3 separate regions of the Ovis aries genome follow, and all the other regions are linked to region 2. A link is a contact called in public Hi-C data. All regions are on one chromosome and are shown on one strand. Each heading gives the region's core, a stretch centred on a gene start, on an enhancer-like site or on the middle of the called end of the contact. The rest is flanking DNA. Distances are from core to core; before and after follow the strand shown.

Evidence for each region. Hi-C and Micro-C count contacts between places; a contact is called where the count stands out from the background.
Region 1: a Hi-C map of tail adipose tissue shows a contact between it and region 2, with 9 times the contacts expected there. The contact joins the enhancer-like site here to the promoter of TIMP3 in region 2. A contact is called at or near these places in 7 of 16 Hi-C or Micro-C datasets (hypothalamus, liver, mesenteric adipose tissue and 3 more).
Region 3: a contact with region 2 is called in a Hi-C map of hypothalamus, with 6 times the contacts expected there. The contact joins the enhancer-like site here to the promoter of TIMP3 in region 2. A contact is called at or near these places in 7 of 16 Hi-C or Micro-C datasets (hypothalamus, liver, muscle and 4 more).

What each region holds. Positions count from the first base shown.
Region 1 is chr3:176,843,835-176,847,154 of ARS-UI_Ramb_v3.0, reverse strand. All of the region lies in intron 6 of SYN3 (synapsin III), which reads left to right. Among named protein-coding and RNA genes, the nearest start is that of TIMP3, 150 kb to the left of the region's middle. Within about 2 kb of position 1,999, at least 20 of the 54 cell types and tissues checked have an H3K27ac peak or open chromatin away from gene starts, as enhancers often do. A contact at or near this core is called in tail adipose tissue, where this site is marked.
Region 2 is chr3:176,990,141-176,993,583 of ARS-UI_Ramb_v3.0, reverse strand. TIMP3 (TIMP metallopeptidase inhibitor 3) reads right to left here and starts at 2,050. Exons shown (of 5, transcript NM_001166187.1): 1 at 1,930-2,050. The coding sequence starts at 2,050. The region is part of intron 6 of SYN3 (synapsin III); the gene reads left to right.
Region 3 is chr3:177,157,580-177,160,673 of ARS-UI_Ramb_v3.0, reverse strand. The region is part of intron 2 of SYN3 (synapsin III); the gene reads left to right. It overlaps LOC132659468 (a long non-coding RNA gene), which reads right to left. Exons shown (of 2, transcript XR_009599973.1): 1 at 1,391-3,094; 2 at 1-622. Among named protein-coding and RNA genes, the nearest start is that of SYN3, 45 kb to the left of the region's middle. Within about 2 kb of position 1,288, at least 7 of the 54 cell types and tissues checked have an H3K27ac peak or open chromatin away from gene starts, as enhancers often do. A contact at or near this core is called in hypothalamus, where this site is marked.

The DNA.
Region 1 (3,320 bases), core at 750-3,249, 150 kb after region 2:
GTTTGCCCCTGGACCCGAGTGTTATGGGAGAAGCCTGAGAGACAGGGCAAGATGTAGGCATTATAATTAGGACTCTGTGAAAAATGCAATGGCAGTGGGATAAACAAAGAATCAGAACAAAGGAAGGAGCTGTTCACTTCTCGTGAGGGCAGTGGCAGTTGCACTCAGTCTGGAGGTGAGTCGGAGTTAGCCTGAGAGGCGCGTGAAGAGCATCCTCAACCAGCACAATGGCCCTTAACTGTGAAAGGCCCTGTTGTTGTGAAGAAATTAAGAATTCAGCGTGGTTCAATGGGGAGGATACTGAGATGCATTATAAAAATAACAGCTCAGTGCTTACAGCATGTACTTCATGCCAGGCATTGTGCTAACGCTATTGTTTTTACTCATTTTCCTCTTAATGACGGCCTTATGAAGTAGGTATTTTTATCATGCCCATTTTACAGATGAGGAAATTGGAAGGTTAAGCAATTTGGCCAGCGCCCCATAGCTAGTTAAATGGCATATCTGCAAGTCAAGCCCAGGCCTTTGAGCTTGCAAAGTTCATGCTTCAGAATACTGACTGTACTGATCCCATAGTTGCTTGACAATTAAACTGAAATAGTCAAAGGGGAACTTCTCTGGTGGTCGCCATGCAAGGGGCCCAGGTTGGATCCCTGGTAAGGGCACTAGATCCCACATGCTGCAACTAAGAACCAGCACAGCCAAATAAATATTTTCTAAGAAAATAGTCAAAGAGCTTTGGAGGAAAATGATGCATTCAGTTTGGGGCATCCAAAGAAGGTGCTGAGAATACAGCGACATATACACATCTGTAGCTAAGAAAATATGAATGGGCTGTAGATAAGATCTGGGAGCCATCAGTGAACAGGTCATTGCTAATACCAGGAACATGGATCTGAATAAGAAGAGAAGAAGGCCTCGGAGAGAGCCATATCCCACTTAGATGTTTGAGAGCCAGTGGTAGGTAGGTGGGTGGAGGGGCAAAGGATGCTGAAAAGAAGCAGCTGCAGAGTTAGGAAAGAAAAACAGAGGGGTGGTACCAATGGGCACCAATGTCGCATGCTACAGAGTTGGATGAAAACTGCAAAATGGCCTATAGAATTTGCAGATGACCTAAGTGACCTTGTGCTGACCAATTTCCTAAGTCTGATAGACAAGGGGAAAGGGACCATTGATAGATTTATAACAAAACTTACTATGACTTCTCATTTTTCACTTGTTGTTGTTCAGTTGCTAAGTTGTGTCTAACTCTGCAAAGCCATGGACTGTAGCACACCAGGCCTCTCTGTCCATCACTATCTTCTGGAGTTTGCCCAAGTTCATGAAAATCACCCTTTATCAAACTACATTTCCTGACCTGGGATACAGAAAAATGCAGTTGCTGCAGCAAAATACAAGATGTAATGAGGCTGTAGGGTATTTATCCAGGAGTTGGTGATGGACAGGGAAGCCTGGCGTGCTGCAGTCCGTGGGGTCACAAAGAGTCGGACACGACTGAGCGACTGAACTGAACTGAACTGAGGATATTTAGCAAGCCACTTCTCTTCTCGGGGCCTCAGTTTCCCCATGTAGAAAAAGATAGAAGGAGAGACAGACTAGTTTTCTCCCAGACCCAAAATTCTATTTTCTGCCATCCCAGATGTTCTTTGGGCATGCTGGTGTTGATGGGGATGGTGAAACAGGACTCGGGTGTGGTGAAAGAGAAGCCCCCAACCCCGCTTTAACTGCTGCAGTTCCCCCTGTGGTCTCTTCACTCTCAGTCTTGTTTTCTCCCCAGTCCTCCAAGGCGGCTATTGGAGCCAGTGATGAGAAACACATGTTTCTGGGCAGCTCTGGTGTTGCACAATGCCGCCAAGGGGAGGGGAAAAAAAGAAAGAGAAAAAAAAAAAGAAAAGAAAGGAAGGAAAGAAAAGAGCTTTGGTATTTTCAGCCTCCACAGACAATTCCTCCATTGATGTGTTGTGAGTCACGGCGGGCCGCCAGGCCATCGTGGTTTCTGAATCACTTCCTCCAAGAGAGGCTCTCCACTTGTTCCTGGGCTGGCTTCAGCCAGGGCTGGAATGTGAGGAGGTTGAGCCCTTCAGAATGCCTCTGACTGCTTTCTTCTTTGCTGGAGCTCCAACCACAGAGGTGGAAAGGCCTGGCTGGAAGGAGATGGGAAGCAGGTTGAACTTGCTTGTTCCGAGGAGTGGACCACCTCCCCCCGCCCCTGGCCACAGAACTGAAACTCATGCCCCCTCCCTGGTCAGAGATGGAAGTCACGTGAAAACCGAGATTAAGGGCCCTAGTTTTCTGCAGTGGGCGCCAGACTCAGATCTGAATTTTCCGTCTCCTCCACCTTTATTCTCTGGCTGCCTTGGACGAGGCTGGCACCTTTTGGCCAGAGGTAGATGTAAAGTGGATCCTGGTCCTCCGGTGACTAACATCAGGGCATCTTGGGCTTCATCCTCGGTCTCCCATCTTGCAGTTTCCATCTTTGAAGACAAGGATGATAATGGCCTGAGACGCCCTCGCCAGGATGATGGTACTCAAGTGAGACTCTGTTTTAAGTTCTTGCTTAGAACAAACTTCATTCATTCAACAAGGAGCTTTAACCCTCACCCTGGGTCACACTTTGTGTAGGCACCAGGCATTCTAAGAGGAAAGGGATATGGTCCTAGCCATATGAAAGAAAAATGGTAAAGCAGTGATGCAAATTCAGTGTGGCAAGTGCTCAGGTGAAGGGACCCAGAGGAGATTCTACACATACTTGGGGTTAGGGGAACTTCGGGAGGGCATCCAGGAAGGTTTGCTGGATCAGATAAGGCATCGTTAGCACCATTTTCCTTTGTTCAGCACCATCGCCCTCTCCCCTCAGCCCCTGGTTGCAGGACTTTCCCAGGTTTGTACTTTGAACAGAAGAGATGAAACCCACTCTCAGCCCCTGTAAGAGAGGAAGTGGTTTCTCCCCTCCTTGCCAACAGAAGGCGCTATTTCCCAGTAACCCCAGCAGTTGGGAATATGCTAGAATGCCGCCACCTTGTGGGCACACTGAGCCTTGCCCACTTCTCTGAGATGGATTAACATGGAAGCCATCCTCCAAAGAAACAGGGTCTCTGGCTTGGTTCCTTACCTGATTCCGGTTACAGGTGAAGGGTGAAGGGAGCACCCTTTAGAAACTCCCCTGACCACGTTGGCCAGCTGAAGTCTCCCTTAAGGAGACAGATCTGGATTAATAAGCTTTCTTAGAGCAGGCACCCTATCTTAACCTTCTTAACCTTCTTTCATAGATCTACCAGAAGTCAGGCAGGTAAGAGGTGCTCAACACATGGATGTTAGAT
Region 2 (3,443 bases), core at 801-3,300:
TATTTCCTGGTAACTTCGCTTTTCTCTGGGCAGTCAATTGAAGAGGGGGTTGTGGGAAGATTTCTTACTAAAATCCAGAGAAATTACAAGAAACTTTCTGTATCAGTCCCAGACACATAGCAGGAAACCTAAGCAGTGGTTAGGCGGGGCCACTATCGGAAGTGGTCTCCTTGCTCCTGTTTCCACTGTCCCCTGGCGAACTTCCAGGGTAGAAACCTAAAAGCCAAGGGCAAGGGGAAGGCATGAGGTCTCCCTCTCCACACACATCGGAAATCCAAGTGAACACGCCCAAACCACTGTCAGGTAGAGGACGACGCCCTGACTCCACCTGATGCCTGGACCCAAGTATGTGCTCTTCACTGAGAGGACCAGAGCCGCCACCCCCAGCAGTAGCTGCCAGCATCAGTTAGGTGGGAATGACACCCAGAGGGTGAGGAGGGACAGGCCAAGTGGAATTTGGGTGGGGGCAGTCAAGGGAGAAGAAAACCTTGCAGGCCTCTGGCAGCCCCGAAGAATCCTTCCCTGCAATCCACAAACCCAGGGGCCAGTCAGATTCCCCCAGGAGAAGGAAAGGGGCACAGCAAGGACCCCAGGAAGCCACTAATGTGGGTGACCCTAGGTCACACAAATACTCCTGCCTGCCAGCCAGACTGACCCAGTCACCACAGCCACCTCCCTCACATCTCCTAGGCTTGCCAGGCCCACCAGCAGCACCCCTCCCAGCCTCAGCTGCCTCCCCTGCCAGGTTCCTGCCTCCTCCCCCTCCTCCCCTGCAGCACACTTGTGGAGGCCCTCACCCAGGACCCAGTGGAAAATTTCTTTTCCTCTTTATGACTGTGCTTAAAACACACACGCTCCATTCTTCACCTCTGAATGGACACAGGCAGAGGGTGACTAGACTGTGTTGTACCCCACCCCCCGCCCGCATTTACACACACACACAGAGCAAGGGCCACTAGACTTGCAAGCTTTATGAGCTGGAAAGGAGAGGAGAGATGTTTTCCAGCTGCTGCTCCCCCTCTGGCCATCCAAGCACAAGTGTCCCGAACACTCTGAAACAAGTTCTCCCAGGACTCTAAAGGCCCTTGTCTCTAATCAAGACACTAAGTCCGATTTGGAATAGTCACCATGATGTGACCCTTGGCATCTTTGTTCTTTTGGTAACAAACCTGTTTTCCACTGCCGTGTCTCCCCCCACCCCACACACATTCAAGGAAAAAAAAAGCCTTCCTGTGAATTCTCACAGCTATGTGATAAGTGATCCCTCACACACGCCACCTCCTGCTTGCTATCAACACTTTCAAATACAGTTCCTTCGGGGAGGGTCAACCCCACAGATTCCTTCTTATTTCCCCCCTTAAATCCACCCAAACTTGGCAGTCCAAGAAGCTCAGTTAGCACTTGCCCAGGGATTGTGAGGCTGAGTTGGGTCTTGGTGAAAAGAATGAACATAGTGGGGAGATGGTGAAAACTCAGAAAACTACAAGTTTCTCCTGCAACTTTCCCCTGCACATGACTGGCAACTTTTTCTTTTTAATTTTTATTTTTTAAACTCATCATCATCCCAGCACTTTAGTTGGCATTACAAGTTTTAGAAATGCTCTCCCCATCTTTCTTCCCCAGACAGTTCTCCGGTGATAGTGAAAAGGGGAATTTTCCAGATGTCAAAAAGACCAGTAAGGACCTCACGCCCTAAAAGACCATGGCTACAAAGAGTTCACTCGGCCTCGGTGGGTTTCTCTGCGTCTACCCACCTCGGTCATGCTGAAGCATACCTCAGAATCTACCTCCACGACCTCCCCCCAAGCCCAGGCAATGGAAAGGATTGGGGGTTGGCGAGGCCACCCATAGCAGCGCCGGAGTCCCGGCTGCAGCGCGCGAGCGAACGGTCACCGCGGGGGCTCCGGCAGGGACCCCGGGAGCGCTTACCGATGTCTGAGTTGCAGAACGCGTCCTGGGGGTGGCTGGGCGAGCACGTGCACGCCTCAGCGCCCCAGTCCCCCAGGCTCCAGCTGCCCAGGAGCACGACGAGCCCGAGCCAGGGAGTCATCGCCGCTGCCGTTGCTGGGGCTGCTGCTCGCGTCTACAAAGTTGCCTTGCGCGCCACGGGCCGGGTCGCTGCAGCCTGCGCTCGCCCGCCCGCCTGTGGGGGGCAACTTTGGCTTGGAGCGCGCCGCCCTCCGAGTGCCCGGCGGGACGGGATGGAGTGCGACGGAGCTGCCTCGGCGCTGGCGCAGGACTGGGCGGGTGGGCAGTCTCTCTGGGCGGAGGAGCAGGAGCTGAGGGAGCAGAAGGAGGAGAAGCTGTCCGAGCGTCCGCCCGCTGCCCGCTCTGCGCCGCAGCCCCGCGGCCGAGTGATATAGCGCGGGTCCCCCCGGGCACCCCCTCTCGAGCGCGCGGGGCCCGCCGACTCCGACCAATAGCAGAGCCGCATTACCTCATCGGCCCTCCAAAAAGGGGGCGGGGCCGGGGGCGCGGGGCGACGGGGCGGGGCCGCCCGTCCCGTTCAGGTCCTTTTAGGGAATAATACAGCTGTGGGCACGCGAGTGGGTGGGCTGAACGCGCCCCTGCTACGCGCTGGCGCAGGGGCCCTCGGAGCGGCGCCCCCTTGCCCTCCTCGCCTGCAAACCCGCCATACGCCCACCCCGCCCTCTGGGCGCCTCTGACTCAAACCAAAATCAACTACCGCTCACCCCAGCACCAACCCCTTTGGCAGGTCAGAGGTGGCCTTGCCTTGGGGACCTTGACTGCGCCTGGTGGAAAGGATAAATAAAGGCTAACTGTGCCTTCTCTGGAGAGAGCCGGGTCAGAGGGGAAAGAACCAGGTTGCTGACAAATCCCCTATCCCTCAGCGTATCGCTGCTCCAGACTTTCCTGCTCAGTAGGAAGAAGTCGTTTGCCTTTTGGAACTGACTGTAACGAAAGGTTGTTTCCCGGGCTCAGCCGGAGTAAATCATGAGGCCATTCAACAGACATCGTTCTGGATTCTGGGATGAGCAAAACGAACTCTTTGTTCCCATGGAACTAGTAGGCAATACATTAGAAGATACATGAGTACATAGGGTGATTTACTAAGGTAATAGTGCCCTGAATGATGAATGATGGGTTAGAAATACTGCGGAGGGCGCTGCTGTCTACGGGATAATAAGCAAAATGGCTGAGAAGGTGACAGCCTGGCTGTGAACAAGAAGCCTCAGCCCTTTGGCAGCTGGGAGGAGATAACAGCAAGTGCAAAGTCCCTAGGCTTACTCGAAAAACAGTAAGTTAGGGCACGAGGAAATGGTAACCCCACCGAGGGCAGACAAGTCTCCATCCTTCAGCGAGGAATTAGAGGTGAACTAATTCCAACCGGAAATGAAACTAGATCCTGAAGAACTATCCAGGATTCAAGAACATGAGGAACAATGGATATCTGCTAAAAAACTGATACTATGACTATTTTT
Region 3 (3,094 bases), core at 39-2,538, 170 kb before region 2:
TGTTACTTTATCTTTCCACCCTACTAACGGAGGGTGGCAACAAGAGGCAGTGCCCAGCCCTGCTAACATGGGCCCAGTGAGAAGCTGGCCTTTGTGCGTCCTTGCTTTCTGGTTGGGGAGCCAAACCAGCCCTCCCACCCCTTCCATTGACCTCATTCTCAGGAAGCTGCTTTCCCGGCCTGTGATGAGGACTGAACAGTCGCAGTCACCAGCAGGGCAGGAACAAAATAGAGTGGACAGTCTCGAGGCAGACTGCCTGGACCCCTTCCTCTCTCTCACTCATGAGACCTTGGGGGAGTCTGGCCTCTGGGCCTCACATTCCTCCATTGTAAGGCAGGATCGTGGCACCTCTCACGAAGGGTCAGTAAGAGGTGGAGGGGGCTGGTACTGGGCTTAGCTGTCGTAACGGGCACTGAAATGGTGATGGTGTTAACGGTTGATTGCAGGGACTTCCCTGTGGTCCAGTGGCTAGGACTCCATACTCCCAATGCAGGGGGCGCGGGTTCAGTCCCTGGTCAGGGAACTAGATCCCACATGCCACAGCCAAAGATCCCATATGCTGCGACGAGAACTCCACATGCCACAGTGAAGACGGAAGATCCTGTGTGCTGCAGCTAAGACCCTGCACAGCCAAATAAATAAAATGAAATAAATATTAAACCCCAGCTAATTGTGATACTAACTGCTAGCGAATGCAGTGGCCCTGGCAGCCGGTGGGGAGGAAGCCGCTGGCACGTTTCTCAGCTCAGCTGGACGTGCCTGAGGGCTGCGCTCTAGAAGCCCCGGAGGAGGGCTGTCTGGGCGCTGGTGGGCTGGCACACTGTCTGCTCTGAAGATGGGAAGACGGGGACCGGGCTGGTTCCCCTCCTCCTAGAGTTGGTCGGGGGCTCAAGGCAGGATTTACACCTGTCTGTTGGGGACACTAGGCTCTAGGGAACAAAATCCTTATGTTTCCCCCCACCCACCTCTTCCTCTACCCCTAAGACTCTCCTTGAAATAAGGGTAAGCCCTGCCTGTTCCCTGTGGGGAAATCCAGCAGTGGGGGGCAGGGAGCTAGGAAAGGCCTGGTGAGAGGGGTCTTGCCATCCTCTTACTCCCTTCATTCACGGATTCATACAAGCCACCCCCTGCAACCTGGGGTGGTGCTGGACTTCTGGGCTTGTCCTCCCACTCTGGGCACCCCCTGCCACTCCCCCTCCCTCCGCCCTGGTGCCTGGTGCGGGAGGGGCCTTGGGCATTCCCCAGCAGCCTGGCCTGTCGCCTGGACACCAGCGCCGCTTTCCCAGGCCCGGCCCCTTTTATCAGGGGGACAATGTCCGCACACAGTGAGGGCCTTGTGTGGCACCCAGGCCCCGAGCCCTTTGACTTGAGGAATTTTTCAAGTGCTGACCTCTCTCCGTGAGGTCTTCTCGCCATCCAATCCAGAGGCTCTGTGCCCCGGCCGCTTCCTCCCCTGCTCTTGCACGGCGAGAGGGAGGGAGGGGAAAACAGTGAAGAGTTGTCTCCTGCCCTGGTAGAGTCTTCATCCTGTGAGAGTGTGGCTAGGAAATCTGGGGGAAGTGTCTTAGAGCAGAAGGTAGCACGGGGAGGAGTCTGATGGACGCTGTGTCTTCTCCAGTTCCCCCTTCCCTGCTGATGCTGTGAGATCTGAGGGGAGCCTTCCCCGTTCCCTGCTGATGCTGTGAGATCTCAGGGGGGCCCCTGTCCTCTCCAGGCTTCAGTGCCTTCATCAATCAAACAATGACAATAAACTGAGATCACGGTCCCCAAAGCACTGTTTCCGTCAGAATGACATTCAGATTATCAGGTACTGCTCTTCACCTTCTGTATGGATAGAGTTCTTTGTTTGCAAGAAAAAGAAATGACTTTGGCTGACTTAGGCAAAATGGAGGGTTTATGGAAAATATGCTGGAGGCTCACAGAATGAAGAGAAAACAAGAAGACCCAAGTTTTGGAGAGGTCAGGACCCAGGGCTCTGTCTGGACCTAAGAGGCAGGAACTTGTGAACACTCTCTGGAGAAGTCAGCTCCTATTGTCTTCCAAGCTTTGTGCCTCTCTGCTTAAAAATAAAATTCCTGGGCAAGAACAAACCTGACTGGTTCCATAAGATGTCCTGGGGACACTTGGGGACAGTCCCATCAAGACTGTGTGCAAGAGAGAGGCTTGGTTCAGGAATGCAAGTGCGGATGGGGGTGCTGATAATAGGAGTCAGAATGAGTGTGGGACAGCCACTCTGAGAGGCTCTTCCAGAACTCCTGAGACAGAATATCCAGAGGAGAGCTCAGGAGACATTTTTAAAATGATGAAGAGCCAAGTTTAGAAACCGTCGTGGCTAGAGGACCGGTTTCATGTGGCTCCCAACTGGTAGAACTGAGGCCAGTAAAGCAGACAAAGAGGGAGGTGTGTCAGCTCAGTGTATGTAATGGGAAGAAGACCACGTGGGCTGCCCAGTGAGGGAGTGAGCCCCCGTCACTTGCAGGTTCCAGTACAACTAGGCTGGCAACTTGGGAGGAATAATGCAGAAGAGGCTCAGACTCTGAAGGGGCCAGCCTGCAAGCCCTTAAAAAGAGTCTCAGACCTGAAACTTCTCATTTTCCTCTCTCTGCTTTTATGTCTCAGTCATTTTTCCTGCCATTGCCCTGCCTTTTTCTGGATAATTCCACTGTCCAACTTCTGAGTCTTTCCTCATTCTTCAAAATGTGATTTTCTTGCCTAGGTCCTCCTCTTTAAGAGAAGTCCCTCAGATGCCATGGGCTCTCCTAGCAATAGCTGTTCCTGTTCCTCCAGACTTCACCTGCCTGGCTACAGCCTTGCCCTGGGGAGGCAGGTCACTGGGCAGACATCAGTCTCACTGCAGAATGTCTTTCCTCCTGGGGCCTGTGTAAGCCTGCATGGGATGTGTTTCCTCAGTAGGAGGGAGTCTGTCTGTGATGGCAAGAGAGAGGGGACAGTGCTTTGTATCCATTTTGCTGACCTCCAAACCTGAGTTTGGAGGAAGGGCAGTGGTGTGGGCTTCCTGAAGATTTTCACTGAGCTAATTGCCATCTTCATAATGGAATTAGTTAAATTAGGGGTTGCTTGTGCAGCTGCTTAC